Linked DNA regions of Macaca mulatta: region 2 is linked to region 1. A link is a contact called in public Micro-C data. All regions are on one chromosome and are shown on one strand. The core of a region is the stretch at or near the end of the contact, and the rest is flanking DNA. Distances in the headings are between cores, read along the strand shown.

Region 1 (5,370 bases), core at 1,156-3,655:
GCTTTTTGAAACAAAAAAAGTGTTTTGTTTAAAGTATTTTGTTTTATTTTAGTTAGAAATTACTTTCTACTAATTCATCGAGGTCAATTCATTTTTACCTGAACATTTTCAGCAACACAGTTAACATCGATACGTGATGTAATGTTGAACACTTGCTTTTTAAAATAAACATTTTACATGGATTCATTTAAAGTAAAACAAATTTACCTTCTCCCTATCCGAATAAAGATTTGACTTCATTGAAATAACATTTTCAAGTATTTATGTAAATGTCATTACTGCCTAGAACAATGATTAACCCATACTGGGGACTCAATAAATGTCTTCAGAGCTATTGCCATGCTTTATAAAGGCGGCCTTTCTGGAGCCAGTCTGCCTCAGCCTACATCCTGGCTTCACCACTAAGCAGTGATCTTGGATAAGTTATTTGACTCCTGTATCTGTATCAAAGTGTTTTGAAAATTAAATACGTTAGTAAGCATCCAACAACTCTTAGATATACCAAATAAATGGACGTACAAATCTCTGATACAGTTTTTAACGAGATGTTCCTGGAATGAGTTCTGTAAACTAGCTTAAATTTTCGCCTGTATCATGGATGGAATTTTCAGGAGTTTTTGAGACTATTACTATTTTGGACACGATTTTTTTCTTTTATTCTAATAAGCAAGAGATTTCTGATTTGAAAATATTCTAGCCTTGATTTCTTAGAAAGTGAGTATAAGTAAGTCAACCTATTTTACCATATATATATATATATATATATATATATATATATATATATATATATATATTTGAGACAGAGTCTTGCTCTGTCGCCCAGGCTGGAGTGCAGTGGCGAGATCTCGGCTCACTGCAAGCTCCGCCACCCGGGTTCACGCCATTCTCGTGCCTCAGCCTCTCTAGCAGCTGGGACTACAGGCGCCCGCCACCACGCCCGGCTAATTTTTAAGTATTTTTAGTAGAGACGGGGTTTCACCATGTTAGTCAGGATGGTCTCGATCTCCTGACCTCGTGATCCGACCTCCCAAAGATCTGGGATTACAGGCGTGAGCCACCGCGCCCAGCCCCATTACAATAATTCTTATCCCTTCAAGATCTGATAGACTTTTCCTCTTCCCTCTGAGTAAAGTATTAAAATCATGGAGTGAAGTTCGAGCATGCAGGACTTTTTCCAGCCATTCAAGAAAGTGTTCCAACTCTTTTATCTTTAACAAAAAGTAAAAGAAAAAGAAATACCTTTTGGGTTATGAAGATGGGCAAAGATTGAAACAAATGTTAACTATAAGCATTTAGAAATATAATAAAAATTTACCATAAAGCCTTCCTGCTGTAAAGGCTTATCTTCAAGACCAGGTACAAAGAGCCCCACTTACTAAAATACATTGCTCAGAATCTTAATTAAGTACCTTGGGAAAGACTTATGAATCATCCTCTAAATAACAGCTGCTTTTTAACACAGTCAGACCTTTAGAGAAGACAGGGTCCTGACACCTTCGAAGACCGGTGACACCTCACAGAAACTTTCGTTTTTGTTCAGGGATTCTCTTGAGAAAGGAAGGGATTCAGAACCTCCTGAGGGGATTTGCAGTAGAAATCATTATTCCAAGTCATGATTGTGGCATCCACTATTTTACAAGAACTTTGAATTTTTAAGTGGAAAATGTGAGATGAGAACCTGAGATTTGAATGACATAAGACATTTACAATATTTCAACTAAATAACCATAGGAAGTTACTTAGTTGAAAAGCACACAGGCTCTTGCAGGGCAGGAAAACCTGCAAATTGCGCAGAAGCAGCTGAAAGGGGAATGGCGGGGGTTGGGGGAGGTGGGGGTGGAGTGTAGGTGGGGGCCGGGAAGCTGGGCTTGTTTTTTTTCAATTGAAAGTATCTTAATTCTCTGCAGGGCCGCAAAAGTGGGAAAAAAAAAGTCCTCCCCCCCTACTATGTCTTTAAAAGACCCACATGTGAAAATTTTTAAGTAATTGCTTTGCAATCTCAGATGTAAAGCTTTTCAGGTTTTTATTGAGTTTCACAGTAAGTCAGGAATTCCGTTTGGAAAAACATGATTAGAAGGAGGGAGGGAGGGAGAGACAGAACAAGGAACGTTCATAGGATCTGGCCTATTTTTATTTAAGGGCTGAAAAAAGGCAATATAAATTCTATTAGCTCATACTGTTTGAACTTTAAAATGTATCACCATGAACCTTTCTCCAAATATCAGAAAAAGTTTTCCCAAAAGAGCAAACAACAAAAAAATCAGGCTGGTTTCGCTGACTGCTTCCTGGATTTAACAACTATAGCACGTCTCTAGAGGTGGGGCCTAGAGCTCCTCCCACTTTTTCATGTTTTCAAACAGGTCCGCATCGAGAGACTATAAGCCCTGGTCTGCGCCCGGCAATCACAGTAGGCTGCCCGCTTTTCTGCTAAGTAGGAGCTGTGACTTCAGAATGTCTGGGCGCGGTAAAGGCGGCAAGGGGCTGGGTAAGGGAGGCGCCAAGCGCCACCGGAAGGTGTTGCGGGACAATATCCAAGGCATTACAAAGCCCGCGATTCGCCGTCTCGCCCGACGTGGGGGCGTCAAGCGCATCTCTGGTCTCATCTACGAGGAGACCCGGGGAGTCCTCAAAGTCTTCCTGGAGAACGTGATCCGCGACGCGGTGACTTACACGGAGCACGCCAAGCGCAAGACCGTCACTGCCATGGATGTGGTGTACGCGCTGAAACGCCAGGGTCGCACCCTCTATGGTTTCGGCGGCTGAGCTGTCCCCACAGCTTCTCTCCAGACTCCAAAAGGCCCTTTTCAGGGCCCCCAAACTGTCACAGAAAGAGCTGTTAACACTTCCTAGATACCGGGTAAATATGATGCCGCCTTCCGGATACCGGGAGTGGGACATTCGCGACCCGATCATCTGCCCGGGATTAGGCTTGGCTGGAGCGGGGACGACTAGACCTCATAGAGGGGACTCCGCCTGTGCTTAGGAAGGGCCCTGGGAGGTGCCGTGCAACGCAGTAGTGACCTCCCACTTCTGTGCACCTAAAATCCAGGCTGCGGATTTTGTTTAGAAGAGTGTTTCTACAAAGCCCCAGTGTTAGAACTGGTCATGGGTTTTTAAGCGGCCGAGTCGTTGGCCCTTAAGCACGTTATGGATGGCTTCCATGTAAATCAGGGCTTAGGTGACTTCCCGCCGACCTTTAGGGGTGAGCGTCACGCGTCAGAGGGCGGTTCGTGCGTGTGCAGGGCCTGCTAAGTCGCAGGAAATGGGAGGACGCCGCTACCTGCAAGCCCGAAAGCGCTGAATGCAGCCCTAGTGTGGCGCGTTGTAGTCTTACTGGGTACTATTTTAATTCGTTGCTGACGTCCTGAGTGAGAGGTGACCAAGCTCAGACGCTGAGAGTAAGGCGGCTGGGCGAAACTCGCGGCACCCTGCCCCTTCCGGTAGCCAGCTGCGTAAAGTTGCCTACGCCGAGCGGGTGGCGTCCTGCTCGGCCACCTGGCGGCGGGCGTGGAGTTGGCAGGCAGGCAGTGGAGGTCACGCCGGCATGGAAAGCCAGATCTCCACCTGCGGGTCGCCAAGTTGCCGGGAGTCCTCCGCTCCGGGCAGTGTCATTCCTATCACAAATGACCCGGTCGCCGAAAGATAAGCCCTGGCTTCCAAGTAAAGGCCCTGTTCAGAGCAGCCTGGGGGTCTAGAAAGGAAACGGGCGGCGGGTTGGGTTCTAGTCAGTTCAGTGAGAAAGTAAGAGAGACAGCTGTGGGATTAGCAAGCCGCGTGGTCCTACCCAGTACTCCCGGGGTGTAGTGAGGGTCCTGGGGAAAGGTGGGGCGCAGGGGCGACCAGTTAAGCACACTTTCCAGTAGGCAAGGGTAGAGGCTGAAGACCTGGTGATCAGCCTGGGTGCAGGCCGTAGGGGCCGTGCCGGCCTCCGGTAAAGCTCCGCCTAACAGCCTCGCTCTACACCTAGCTCTGTCCTTCCTAACTTCTCATTAGATTTAGCACCCCAGGATGCGGTGTGATCCATGCCGCGTTAACCAATCTGCCTCTTCTCTAGTTTTTCTTTTTGCCTTTCTTTTCAAGACCGAGTCTCGCTCTGCCAGCCAGGCTGGAGTGCAGTGGCGTGATCTCGGCTCACTGCAGCCTCCGCCTCGTGGGTTCAAGCGATTCACCTGCCTCACCCGCCCTAGTAGCTGGGATTACAGGCCTGCGCCACCACGCCCGGCTAGTTTTTGTATTTTTTAGTAGAGACGGGGTTTCACCATGTTGGCCAGGCTGGTCTTGAACTCCTGGCCTCAAGTGAGCCACCCGCCTCCGCCTCCCAAAGTGCTGGGATTACAGGCGTGAGCCACCACGCTTGGTCTCACTCTAGCTTTTCTAAACATGGAGAAGTCATTTAGCTTCCTTGGTGTGGTGGGCTGAAGTCACTCTAAGGGAGTTTCCCAGCCCCAGGGATTAAAGAACTGGAGCCAAGATTTGAACCCAACTGGCGAAGGATTCCGCACCGCTAGATCTTGACATTGCCTCCTCTTCTGCCAGGAAGGCACCCGGGTTCCTTTCTGCTGACATGTCACTTCTAAGTACTTTCTCCTACTCCATAAAGACTTCAAGTGAGTACACAATACTGGTGTTAGTTTAATTTCTAGGACAGTGAGACACTCGCAGAAGCTCAGTGTTCTTTAATGCAAGTGAAAAATTGAGTTACTTAAAAGAAATAGAGTCTGACATGCTTCCGTACCCTTAATATTTGTTGCATGACCAAATGTGTGATTTTGGGTTTCACATAAATTAAGGATGAAGGTTAGGGCCCCGATGGAGGATAGAAATACTGTAGATATTTGTATGACAATTAAAACTCTTCCTTAAGTATTTAATTTATATGGAACTGTTTAAATATTTTATGGTTTTGGGTTTCGGTTTTTTTTTTTTTTTTGGAGTGGTCTCAATTCTTTGATTAAATAGAGCTTATATTTTCCCTTGTAGCATAGTTATTTTTTTGTGTGTGTTTTGTTCTTTATAAAATATAGTTATCCAAACCCAAGAAATATTTATTTTTGTCTGTGACTATGAGTTCTGTGGTATAGTAAGTACTCAGTCCTGACAATAACCATATCTTCCAAACCAAAACTGGGTCACATGGTTCAATAACTGGAACAGAATATCTCAAACTGAAAATGACCAAGATTTTCTGAAGTTTACTATTAGTAATAAAATTGCTTACTAAAAATGTTAAAGAACTTGATTTAAAACTTCTCTGTAATGCCTCACTTAAAAAGTGAATGAGGGGGTCAGGGTGGGAGTGGCTATAATCCCAGCACTTCGGGAAGGCTGAGGCAGTAGGATTGCTGGAGGCCAGGAGTTTGAGACAAGCAT
Region 2 (5,370 bases), core at 1,995-4,494, 34 kb before region 1:
TCATATTGGAAATATGGCCCAAAGTGACTTCCTCTACCCAGAGAACCCAAAGAGGCGGCAAGAAGTAAATCGTCTTCACCAACAGCTCCTTGATTGCTTATCTGACAGCTTCGATGTCACCAATAAGCTGACTGAGGTTCTAAATACGCACTTGGGGTGCAGGCTGGCCTTCATTGAGATGAAAAGAGATGGGACCATCAAAGAAAACTGTGATATCATCATCCAAGCCATTATGAAAATCCAAAAGGAATTGCAAAAGGTTGATGAAGCACTAAAAGACAAGCTAGAGCCAACCCTCTATAGAAAGCTTCAGGATATTAAGGAAAGGGAAACAGAGAAAATTGCAATAGTGCAAAAGGTTATTTCGGTCATCCTGGGAGAAGCTACATCTGCAGCCAGTGCAGTCGCTGTTAAACTTGTGGGCTCAAATATCACAACTGGCATAATTAACAAGCTGGTCACTGTGTTAGCTCAAATTGGTGCTTCTCTCCTTGGTAGTATTGGAGTTGCTGTTCTTGGCCTTGGCATAGATATGATTGTCCGTGCCATCCTGGGAGCAGTGGAAAAAACACAGCTTCAAGCAGCCATCAAAAGTTATGAGAAGCATCTGGTGGAATTCAAGTCAGCCTCAGAAAAATATAATCATGCCATTACTGAGGTCACCAATCTAGTGAAACACCAAATGAAATGAACAGCCATCTTATTTGCCACTGAAGTTTTTCTGCTTCCTTTTCAGTAACAGTGTTTGCTTCCTTGATTAGGTTCATTTTCTATAAGCTTCCAATATGGACTTAAATAGGATAAACAATTTGGAGAGGGAAATTGGGGATGCCAAGACTAGATGACTAGATGAGTTTAGAGCCAATGCCTGGATGAGTTGGTGCTAGACGCTATGAGGTAAAAAAAAATTATCCCACTGGATGTTTTCACACCCTGCTCTACCAGATCAACATTGGGGTAAATGCTGTCATAGAGTAGCAAGTATAGAGGTTACTTTTTCCTTTTCTAATTTCATTAAAATTCTTAAATTTTACGTTGACTGCAGAGACTTTCATTTCTACCACCAGCTTCAAACATCATTTAGTTATAAGGGGACATACTTAGTAACTTCTGCCTAGACACAAACCCTAGGCCTTCAAATGAGACAGAAATACTATCATATTTTTGACCATCAGAGTAAATCTGTTTTTCATAAACTAGAAGAGACTGAAAAATGATTTGTAACAATTTGCTTCAATTAGGACAGGAAACAGATCTATAAAAGTCTACTAATTACACAATGTAAACTGGATGGATTTGAAAATGGTAAAAATCAAAACTAAAAACATCAAGGTCCTGTTTCTGTAACTGCAATCAACCCTGACCAATTGTGATGATTAAATATCGCTCAAGTGAATGTTCAAACACTGAAACATTTAAAAGACAAGCAAGCAAAACACAGCTCACAGGAATAAAATGCATTTAGGATGCAGAATAGAAGGTCACTACTCTCAAAGCATTTGTCATTTAAAGGAAAGTCATACTTTATTATGTTTTCAGAAAAATTAATATAATTTCATTTTCAACACTAGCAAAAAGGAGGCAGCTGCCTTTGATACACGACGCATTAGGTGGGCCATTTCACTAATTACCTGATTTTAGAAAACGCCAAAGGCTATAGAGGCCTATTAATGGTTCAGCTGAATCTCTGCAGATGTGTTTGTTTTCTAAATCCTTTGCCAGTAAGTAATTCCCATGAGGACTCTTTTAGTCTATACTGACAAAATTATTAATATGCTGTTGATGCCAGACTGCGTTTGTTATAGCTGATTCTCCCATCCAAGTACAAGAAATGTATTGAAATAAAAACTGCTCAGCCTATCTTAATAATATTAGCTACAGGAAAAATTTTAGCTACATGAAAGACTTTAATATTTCCAACAAACAGTTTGTTTTCTCTTTCTCTTCTCGCATTGTTTTTCAAAACGAGTTGCAAAACTATGACCACTAATATGGTGTTAAGAAGAAAAAAAAACAAGTTGCAAAATATTACAACTTAGTTCATCTTCAAAATTCAAGATTATTTTCTTTTTTATGTTTTACCTGGTTTATCAGCTTTAACCTACCAGATCTTGTCATTGCTTTCCGACACTGAAATTCAATCTAAAATCAAATCAAGAATTTCCTAACACAAAGGTAAGTTTAGGTATAGGACCGATCATATTACCTTCAAGGGCAGTTTAAAGATTCTGCCAAAAATTAATATGTATCTCCAACAATATTTTGAAATATTTATAACTGGTGGTAAGAATAGACTTCCTACAAGGGATAGTCTGGTTAAGATTAGAAATAACCAAGCGTACCCTCTAAGATAGTTTTTTAAATGTTTAAACTTACCTTTAAGGGAAATAAGTGGGGGCTGACTCAGGGAAAGAGGGGATAGTAGGTAAGGAAAGGGCAAAGGCTAGAGTTAAGTGAATAATCCTGTACGTAGAGTGACATCATAGAGGACTTTTGGCTGGTGAATAGACCAGTAGGGAATACGGCCAATATATATCAACCTTGCCACTCATAAACTTAAAACCGACTGCATATGTATCCCCGTATTTCTTCTTCAGAACACTACTAATAAATAAATAATAAATCACCGCCCGTATAAGCAATTTGCGACTCTAATACGGGTGCTGATTTATTTGTTCAGGTGGTCTACAAATGTTCTGTTCTGCGCGTCTATTAAATTTCCACACGTACCAGACGCCCACATGGGATAACCTGATGCTTACAAAGCGGATTAAACTCAGTAGCAAATGTTATCTGGGTATTCGTTTACAAACGGAGACACCCCTAAAGGATCGCACCTGCTTGCGTCATAAGAAACATAAAAATCCAAAAACTAACGTAATTCCAAGAGACACAAAACGCGGAACGCTTCTGCATCTGCAGAAAGTACCGTTCTCGGACAGGTCAACGCATTACGCCCCCAGCAACTAGGTCAGAACGCCTCCAACTTGAGAGACAGGACCGTCAGCCAATCAGATAGCAGCTATCTTCTTTCAATTCCTATTGTACTAGATGAGCGCAATGAGGCGGGCTCTTAGCCGACAACCAACCAATGGAGTATTGTATGGGACCGGAAGAGACTCTGGTCCTGGAATTCTTGAGTATTCTCTATGGTTCTAGGGCCGAGCTGCGCTAAGAGACAGCGGGACAGAGGAATGGGAAATGACGTAAGGATTGCGGAGGGGCGCGAGGTTTCAAGATGGCGGTAGCTGAGGGGTAGACCGAGAGGCCGAGTTGAAGGCCCTTACGAAGTGAAAGAGGCCGGGAATCGCCCCCTGCCCGCTTCTCGTAGTCCTGGGAGCACAGCAGAAGTGTGAGTGTATGGAGTTGCTCTACTTCTTTTCCTCATCTCTTTCGTCCCTTCCACGGCCCGCGCAGTGGCTTGGGGGACACCCAGTCCCTTTGCCCCGCTCCTCCTCTCCCCGGCTGGGGTCTCCCGGTTGCGGACTGGGGTATTCCAGGGCCTGGGGTGGCGCGGCGACCAGTGGTTACGCGGTTGGCATCGCCCGGGGCGGTTGGGGCCGCTTCCTATGCACGTTGATTGGTAGCCTTAGGTTTGACGTCTTGTACCTCGAGTCATGGTCGGTCAACCGTCACTATGGTTTCGGCAGTTGCTGGTGTTGCCTCCTTTGGTGGACCTGGACCCTATCCCATTGAAGGTTTTTTGGCTATTTACAGTTCCCCAACGGTTATTTGGCTTGATTTTTCCAGTCGCCCCCGCTTGTAGACAAAAAACTAATCTTTGCAGACTTAAGCTCCCGTATCTTCCGTAAAATTCTCTGTAATTCGTATCCGTTGTGTTTCATTTGTGGGGGAGGAGATTCAGAACATGAGCCCGCTTGAGAAAGGAAAGCACGAAAAACGCAGGCAATCAAAGATGGGAGAGCTTGTATTTGTACGAATTTTGCATGTTTTCTTCCTTCCCTACCTCCTACTCCCTGCTGCTCTCCCACCCACACCTCCACCCCCCAGTTTTTCTGAGAAGGAAACCACTTGACAGGGTGTATGGTAGCTAGGGCAGGAATATGGATCCATTATAAAGATTATAGTTAAATAGTGAGTCAAACATCACAAGATATTTTATTTGTAATCCCGTTGTATCATCAGAGCTTTGTTATAAAGTAATTGATGTCCCCATTTTTTAGATGAGGAAGCTAAAAATCAGAGCCTTTGACACCACCGTCTTGAAGTAATTGCCACCAGAACAGCTATGAAACATCTAGCTTTCTGAAACATCTGGCTTTCGGGGCAATTGGACACTTGGCGAAAGACACATTAACTGTAACAAACTGGTCTGAAAATCTTCCCTTTCTTCCCTTTAAAAAGTGTCTACTTGCAAAAGGAAACAAATTTGTCCACCTTTGTTACTGGAAAGAATGCTTCAAAAAATTAAGCCCCATTCTTTTGGAATAAGAGGAAGAAGTCATGTAATAGGGTATTGTGTTAATAAAAGTTTTAGCTTACAAAATATTTTTTCCTCAAACAAGAATAAGTATTCCCTTTAGTTACCTTAAGAAATATATATTGGGAGTCAGGTATTAGAAAAATATGTGTCTTAATATTTAAATTTTGGGGAGCTCTCAGTGTAGCACTAATTTCAAATACTTGCATTTTTAGTTGTGTTTTGAACTCTTGAGAGTCAAGCATTATATCTGAATTAAATATGCTTAAATGAATGAGTTTTTAGTGTCTTAGAAGTGTTGAGAATGTACAGCATACATGCCAAGAAAAACCATGGAGCGAGGCAAGGGTGAGGTGTTTGTTTTGAGCCTAGATCCATTACCCCCATTCCGTTCGTATTCTTCTTTTACAATTACGTGTTAATAAAGGGAGGTTATAGAAGAAGGACTAATGAATTCTGATGTTCATGGTTTGTGCCATATCGTTAAAGCATTTTCTAGTTGTTTTTTTATCAGTTGACAAAGTCAGTGCTGTGATCCATAAGAAAAAAGATAAAGTAATGACTTGAGGATATTCAAAGTGGTCTTCACACTCATCACATTTCCAAAGAATGATGGAGATCTAAATTTTCATGGTAAAGAAACTTAATGCCATCTTTCTTGGACATTAAAGTCAAAACTAAGGAAAGAACAGTCTCACAGAATTTCTAATTAAAGGAATTTTTTTTTCAGAGATTGGTAGGGACTAGAAAAAGGAAGAAATAAATTTAGGAGATATAAGCTATTTCTTTGTCTTCACCTTCACAGGTTTTTCTTTTTTTAATGAACAAGTAAACCATACAAATTGTCAACATGGGACGGAGATCTACATCATCCACCAAGAGTGGAAAATTTATGAACCCCACAGACCAAGCCCGTAAGTGTCCATTAG

Evidence for each region. Hi-C and Micro-C count contacts between places; a contact is called where the count stands out from the background.
Region 2: a Micro-C map of CD4 T cells shows a contact between it and region 1, with 8 times the contacts expected there. The contact joins the promoter of WBP11 here to the promoter of H4C16 in region 1. A contact is called at or near these places in 3 of 14 Hi-C or Micro-C datasets (CD4 T cells, fetal cortex germinal zone and liver).

The regions. Positions count from the first base shown.
Region 1 is chr11:17,205,337-17,210,706 of T2T-MMU8v2.0, reverse strand. It overlaps H4C16 (H4 histone 16), which reads left to right and starts at 2,405. Exons shown (of 1, transcript XM_015151192.3): 1 at 2,405-5,231. The coding sequence starts at 2,452. The coding sequence ends at 2,763.
Region 2 is chr11:17,240,203-17,245,572 of T2T-MMU8v2.0, reverse strand. It overlaps WBP11 (WW domain binding protein 11), which reads left to right and starts at 3,244. Exons shown (of 12, transcript NM_001257936.1): 1 at 3,244-3,352; 2 at 5,247-5,355. The coding sequence starts at 5,292. It overlaps SMCO3 (single-pass membrane protein with coiled-coil domains 3), which reads left to right and starts at 14. Exons shown (of 1, transcript NM_001190832.1): 1 at 14-691. The coding sequence starts at 14. The coding sequence ends at 691.